Regions from separate parts of the Oryctolagus cuniculus genome. Here region 1 is linked to region 2. A link is a contact called in public Hi-C data. All regions are on one chromosome and are shown on one strand. The core of a region is the stretch at or near the end of the contact, and the rest is flanking DNA. Distances in the headings are between cores, read along the strand shown. Region 1 holds the start of RTN4 (reticulon 4). Region 2 has its middle 43 kb from the start of RTN4.

The links. A called contact is a pair of places that touch in the nucleus more often than the background predicts.
Region 1: a Hi-C map of an unstated tissue shows a contact between it and region 2, with 1.8 times the contacts expected there. The contact joins the promoter of RTN4 here to the enhancer-like site in region 2. A contact is called at or near these places in 3 of 6 Hi-C or Micro-C datasets (ear pinna, skin fibroblasts and an unstated tissue).

The regions. Positions count from the first base shown.
Region 1 is chr2:147,523,225-147,526,397 of mOryCun1.1, forward strand. It overlaps RTN4 (reticulon 4), which reads left to right and starts at 1,448. Exons shown (of 9, transcript XM_070069112.1): 1 at 1,448-2,262. The coding sequence starts at 1,701.
Region 2 is chr2:147,480,324-147,483,620 of mOryCun1.1, forward strand. No RefSeq gene overlaps it. Among named protein-coding and RNA genes, the nearest start is that of RTN4, 43 kb to the right of the region's middle. Within about 2 kb of position 1,553, at least 1 of the 8 cell types and tissues checked has an H3K27ac peak or open chromatin away from gene starts, as enhancers often do.

The sequences.
Region 1 (3,173 bases), core at 198-2,697, 43 kb after region 2:
TAAGACAGTACCCCCATCTGCTTATTCACTCCTCTAATGCCTGCAACCGTCAGGGCCAGGCCCAGCTGAGACCAGGAACTCAGGGACCCAAGTACTTAAGCCCTCACCTGCTGCCTCCCAGGTGTGTGTGCATTAGCAGGAAGCTGGATAGGAGGCAGAGCTGGGATGAACCAGGCATTCTGATACAGCACATGCAAGTTTCAAGTAGGGACTGACAGCTGCACCACAATGCCAGGCACTGGTACTAACTCCTGAAATCCAGTGTGTGTTTTACATTTATGCATCTCATTTCAGGCATTTGGAGTGCTCACTAGCCACAAGGAGCTGGTTACTAAACATTGGATAGGGAAGGTTTAGACTGTGAACAACTTGAAAAGCAGGTATCCCCCTCTCCAGAGTAGGCCTGTGGCCGCTGGTTTGGACAGGTGATCAGGAAAAGAAAAGGCATTCCAGAACCTCTGCAGAGATGCTGATTCTTAGATGCAGTGCAACCATTTACTTTAAACTGTTGTTCTGGGAAAAGTGAAATGGGGAACATGCTTATTACTGTATCTTAAACCAAGAAGCACCAGTTTCCTGGCTCCCAGAAAGCCTGAATCATCTGAAGTGTTGACTCACCGAGCCCAAGGTGATTGAACTGTAATGTGAACCAAAATTGCCTTCCAAGGCGTCTTTCTCTTTCCATTTTCCTCTCTGCCCTCCCTCCCTCTCTCATTTTGGATGACTCATTCTCCTACCATGTAGAGTCCAGCAGCAGGAGAGCCCCAAATCCTCTTTGGAAGAACAGCTGACTTTCAGCCCCAGACAGCCACATGATCTAGCACAGCTCTGCCTTGCCCTCCTCATTTTAGGGTCTGCATTTAGACTGGGAGTGAGCCTAGAGCGGTCTTTGTTTTCCTTTCAGGGTGGTGGTGGTAGTCGTGATGTGTGATGGGGAATTTAAGTTTGGAAACATACAATCTTTCATTTCAGAATCTTTTAAAATCCGTAGGGCCAACATCCCAGGCCTCTTTGTACCTTTCTCCACTTTGGTTTTTTTCCTTTCCGGGGAGGAAAGTTTCCACCCCTAGTCCCCCAGGATAACGCCCTTCCGGTGGCGCGCCAGGAACCGCTTTGACCCCTCCCAGCCAGCGGCCCGTCCCTTTAGCAGTGCTCTAACAGACCGACCTCCAGTTGCGGGCAAGGCCAAGCCCCCCACCCCAATCCACATCTACCCAACGTGGAGGGCGGAGTGCCCATCTCCAAGCCCCGCCCACCGAACTCAACCCCAGCCGGTAAGAAAGAGGAAGTGCACGGAGCCCCACCCACTCTCAGCTCTCTCCCTTTCCATCGGGCCGGCCGGCTGCCCATCTTCTCTATCCCGCAGCCTATTGGCGCTTTCCCTCCCGCGCCAGTCCCTACCCTCCCCGCCGAGGAGGAGGGTGAGTCACGCCAAACTGGGCGGAGAGTCTGCTGGCCTCTCTCCTTCGCTCGTCTGGGCGGCGGCGGCGGCAACGGGGGGACGGGCGGGTGGCGCATCACGGGCGCGGAGGCAGGAGGAGCAGTCTCATTGTTCCGGGAGCCGTCGCCACTGCAGGTCCCTCGGCTCCGTGGGCTCGGCCCCTCTCAGTCTTCCCCAACCCCCACAACCGCCCGCGGCTCTGAGGAGAAGCGGCCCCGGCGGCGGCAGCAGCTGCAGCAGCATCTCCGGCCCGCCAACCATGGAAGACCTGGACCAGTCGCCGCTGGTCTCCTCGTCTGCGGACAGCCCGCCCCGGCCTCCACCCGCCTTCAAGTACCAGTTCGTGAGGGAGCCGGAGGACGAGGAGGAGGAGGACGAGGAGGAAGAGGAGGACGAGGACGAAGACCTGGAGGAGCTGGAGGTGCTAGAGAGGAAGCCCGCCGCCGGGCTGTCCGCGGCGCCGGTGCCCACCGCTCCCACCGCTCCCGCCGGCGCGCCCCTGCTGGACTTCGGGAATGACTTCGTGCCCCCGGCGCCCCGGGGACCCCTGCCGGCCGCGCCCCCAGCCGCCTCGGAGCGGCAGCCGCTTTGGGACCCGAGCCCGGCGTCGTCCGTGCCTGCGCCGTCGCCGCCGGCCGCTGCCGCAGTCTCGCCCTCCAAGCTCCCCGAGGACGACGAGCCTCCGGCGCGGCCGCCCCCGCCTCCCCCGGCCGACGTGAGCCCCCAGGCCGAGCCCGCGTGGACCCCGCCCGCCCCGGCCCCCACCGCGCCCCCCTCCACCCCGGCCGCGCCCAAGCGCAGGGGCTCCTCGGGCTCCGTGGGTGAGTGCCGCGCCCTCCCGCCGCGCGCCCCTCCCTCTTTTGTGTGCATTCCCCGCTGCCTCTGGCTGGGCCTTCTCCCCACCCGGAGGGGGCTTTGTCTGCCAACGTCGGGGCGATGGCGCCCCCCCTGGTGGGAGGCGCGGGGGAGAAGGGTGGGGCGGCCGCAGACGCCCGGGCGGGTTCTTTATTGTCTGGCTTTCGGGGAACACGTGCACCGCACCCCGCGCCCACGTTCTGGCCTCCGTTCGTTCGGCGGCGTTCCACTGCGTCCCGGAAGTTAGGCACCCACCGCTGGTGGGAGCTGGGTGTGTAAGGAGGAGCTGGGGTTGTGGCTTCGTTGGCCTGCTGCGGCTGCGGCTCCGAGGGGAGGGTGGGGCGCCCTGATCTTTTTATGAGGGGCTTTTGCCTCCCCGTCTGGGTTGCTGTAGGCGCGAGGTCCAGTGTCGCCCCGGGCTTGTGTGACTGCGTTCGGCCGCGGGCATCCTCCTCGCCCCCGCCCGACCTGGCGTGGGTGGCCCCCTTGGGCTTCACCCCCTCCCTCTCCTCTGGGCGCTTCTGGGGAGCTGGCCGAATGGAAAACGTCCACACTGACCCAACTGCGGTGAAGGGAGAGCGCCTCCAGTGGTTTGGGGCTGCGAGCAGCGGGGAGGACGGAGTCGGGCGAAGTCCTGCCGCCGCCCAGCTCACCCGACCGTAATGCAGCTTCCCACCGGAGACAGAGCCAGGGCGCGGGCATCTGGGCTTCTTGTGCCGAGGGGGCGCGGTTCTGCGGGGTCCCCCCTGCAGGCTTTAAGGAGGAGGAATTGCTTCTTGTTGGTGTGCACGGGCTTAGCCTTTTAATGCATCAGATAAAAAGGCAAAATGGTTGACATTCTTAAACAGTGAGAACCTGTGGATTCTATCTCGAGAAA
Region 2 (3,297 bases), core at 303-2,802:
CTTGCTAATCTTGAGAGCCTCTGCATACAAGTGAGGTCCAACATAATTCCAAGATCCTGCTTACAGAAGGGGAGGCCAGAGCAGTTTCATGGTGTTGCAATGTGAGAGGGACTCCAGTGGCCATTGCTGGCTTTGAAGATTGAGCAAAGCGACCAGCAGTCAAGGCATGCGGGAGCTTTTAGCAGTAGGAAAAGGCAGTGAACAGATTGTCCTGTAGAAAAGATTGTCCCGTAGAGCTCCCAGAAAGCTCCTGACACCTTGATTTTGCCCTAGTGAGAGCCACGTTAGACTTCTGACCTACAGAACTGTCAATAAACATGTGCTATTTCAAGCCACTAATGTGTGGCAATTTGTTACAAAAGCAATTGATAACTAATAATGTACCCAGTTTAACCCTCAGGGCAGGAATACAGTTTGGAAAGTCAAATAGGCTGAGGGAGGCAATTTTCAACCCTCCCCTCCCCGCCCCACCGTCTCAGCTTCTAAATCCCAGGGTATGCTCCGTTTATATGTGCTAGTGGGCATAAGCAGTGGGAACAGTAAGTAAGCCCCTCCTTCAAGCCACGTTTAGTGCTGCCTTTCGGCTCGTGTACCCTCTGGTATCCCTGGGATGGCCGAGAGAAAGGCAGCGGGGGCACCACTCTTCATGCTGTTGCCGTCCCTGACCTGCTGCCCCCAGTGAAGCTGCAGAGGGCGAATGCAGCCCGCATGGGTCTCCCCGCTCCCTGTGGTTCTCGGAGTTACCTACATCAGGAGACATCAATCAAGACTTTCCCTCTGCTGACTCACCTCTCACACTGCAGAGTGGAGCTGCCAGCTGATTCATGGCAGCAATACCATCAGGCGCAAAGACGTACTGAGGCCCAGAATGAAAACGTGACATCACAAAATGTTCTAAGGGTGCCTGTTTTAGTACAGATCTGTGGAATGACAGATAATTCCAACCTGCTGACTAGTAAAAAAGAATCTAGCTGCATTTTTCTATCAGTTGCATATTTGGCATTTTAAAAACAAAACCTTAATAAAGTATGAAGAAAATCATGTGTTTGAAAAACTACAGTTTGTCAGAAGAAATCTGTGATTTCATTTCTGGGGCCAATAGGCCTAACAGAAATTTCTTTCTCAACCCAGCTTAGCTGCTCAGGGGCCAGACTCAGAAGTAGCTGATGTTCTGTTTTTGGCCTGTGCGGGGAAGCCAAGGACATCCCCAGAAGCAGAGAAGAGTCCACGGTTGGCTCCAGACTCATCCCAGGCTGCTGAGTCATGAGTCCCAGGCGCTCTGGACTAGGGGTTTAAGCACAGTGCTGGGTCCAAGGGTTGTTCTTCCATGGGTAAGCAGAGCTCCCACTGATGAGAGAATATACCTGCCCCCGCCCTGGGGAGCCTTGAACAAAACTGTTTCACTCCCCCCAGAAGAAAGGACAGGGCTCGTTTGTTGGTGGGTCTTTTGTTTCCTCTATACTGTCAGGTGCTGGTCTTCTTCCTCCTAGTGTCAGCCCTTGGCGGTTCGTCTGGGCCCTGGAGCTGCATCTGCTCTCTGTGGGCTACCCACGTTCTCATCATGATCTTTCTGTAGTTCATTCTCCTGTGTTCAGAGACCAATTTCCCCATCTTCGTAAATGTCAGACCCTCGTCACTTCCTCTTTTTACTTTTAGCTATTTTTGGTCTACAAACTCCATTTGAGGGTTGAACAGAAAAAAGAAAATAAGGAAGCCAGAAACCTGAACAGCTCTGATGAATTCTAATAGGGGAGAACTTTGATTCCATCATCAGATGAGAGTTGAGGATTATCTGTTATTTTAATTATCCCTGCCACGTCAGCCCCCTGTTTATTCGGTTGTAGAAGTGCAAGCCCATCGCTGAACCTCCAGGGCTTATCTACTTGGAAATCTGATTTTATAAAGACGGCTCAAGCTGCAAGGCTGGGCTGGGAGCCAGTGGCTGCATGGATGCAGGGAAGTGCAGTGTCAGCTTCCGGAAGAGCCTCCGAGGGCTGCTGCAGACACAGCCAAGGCAGCCTGGCTCCAAGTTCACTGCAGGGCCAGGACCTGGGAAGATGCTGCTCTGTGGAGATCTCAGGGTCAATTTGGGGTTCCCTGTTCCTTCCTTAGCCTTGCTTAGGTTTGGAGCAATTCCAGCGTGCAAAGTGCAGCTTTTCTAAAGCCAGCTGGGATCCTGGGCCCCTAACCCCACTCTCTCGACCCAAATCTTTGCTTAATCACCACTTGACTTTGACTCTGTAACCCCTAGTTTCCTCATGTGTAAAATGAGGTTTTTACTGTCTTTCTTCCAGCATTGCTATGAGGGCATAAACGAGGCAACGCATACCAAGTGCCTGGCAGACAGTAACTGTTCAGTCCGTGATACCTTTATTAATAGTGTTGTCATCGCCGTCATCACCGAAACAGCCCAGTGTGTGTAAATTGGAGAGCCTGGTATAGTCCTAAGCAACCTCACCCACAAATGAGCCTCTGAGAGCCTCTGAGCTCTTCACAAGGCCAAGGCCACTCTTCCTGTACTTCAATAGCATTTAATTAGAAGGTACTGCCCTTGCGTTCACTTCCTTTGCAGCATTGCCATTGGAGAAGGTCCCCGGGGACTCATGCAATCACTTGTTTCTGGTGGTTAAAGCTGTTCTGAGAGCTGTGTGTGCCCACAAGGCCAGATTTCAGCACGCTGAGTCATTCTGCAGGGTCCGCCGGCAGAGCCAGTCACCGGGGCGAGAGGCAGGCAGCAGGCAGGAAGATGAATGGCCGTGAGGGACAGAATATTTTTCCGGTGGATTTTGGTGAATTCCTGGTCAATGTGTCTGGATAAAGGAAAGCGGGGGGTGGATGATAGCTCTTACCCACACTTACCATCCCCAGGCTCCTATAATCAGGCTCTGATTTTGTTGAGCTCCATCCAGACTACCCAATAGAGACTCCTTCCTCTTAAACGGCTTCAGACACGCTCCAGAGTGGGGCCTTGGAAGGAGTCTCTGACACCCGGCAGAGGGTGGGAGGTGGCTCTGGAAGGGAAAGTCACTTTCATGCACGTGGATGGGGAACAATCCTGCGCTTGTCCCCCACATTCTAGGTGGAGTTATGGGAGCAGGGATAGGAAACATATATTTCTGCCTGAGGTTTAGTTAATTGACTCACAGGAGGAAGTGACTTGCAAGCAGGGCTATGCGATGAGATCTGTTTTCCATGGTTGCTATGGATATGGAGTTATTAGACTGTCGATTTGGGCCTAGGATGTGAGGAGGCCTCTTGAAAAGGCTTTATCATTATTCCCAGGCTTATTCTGTTTTA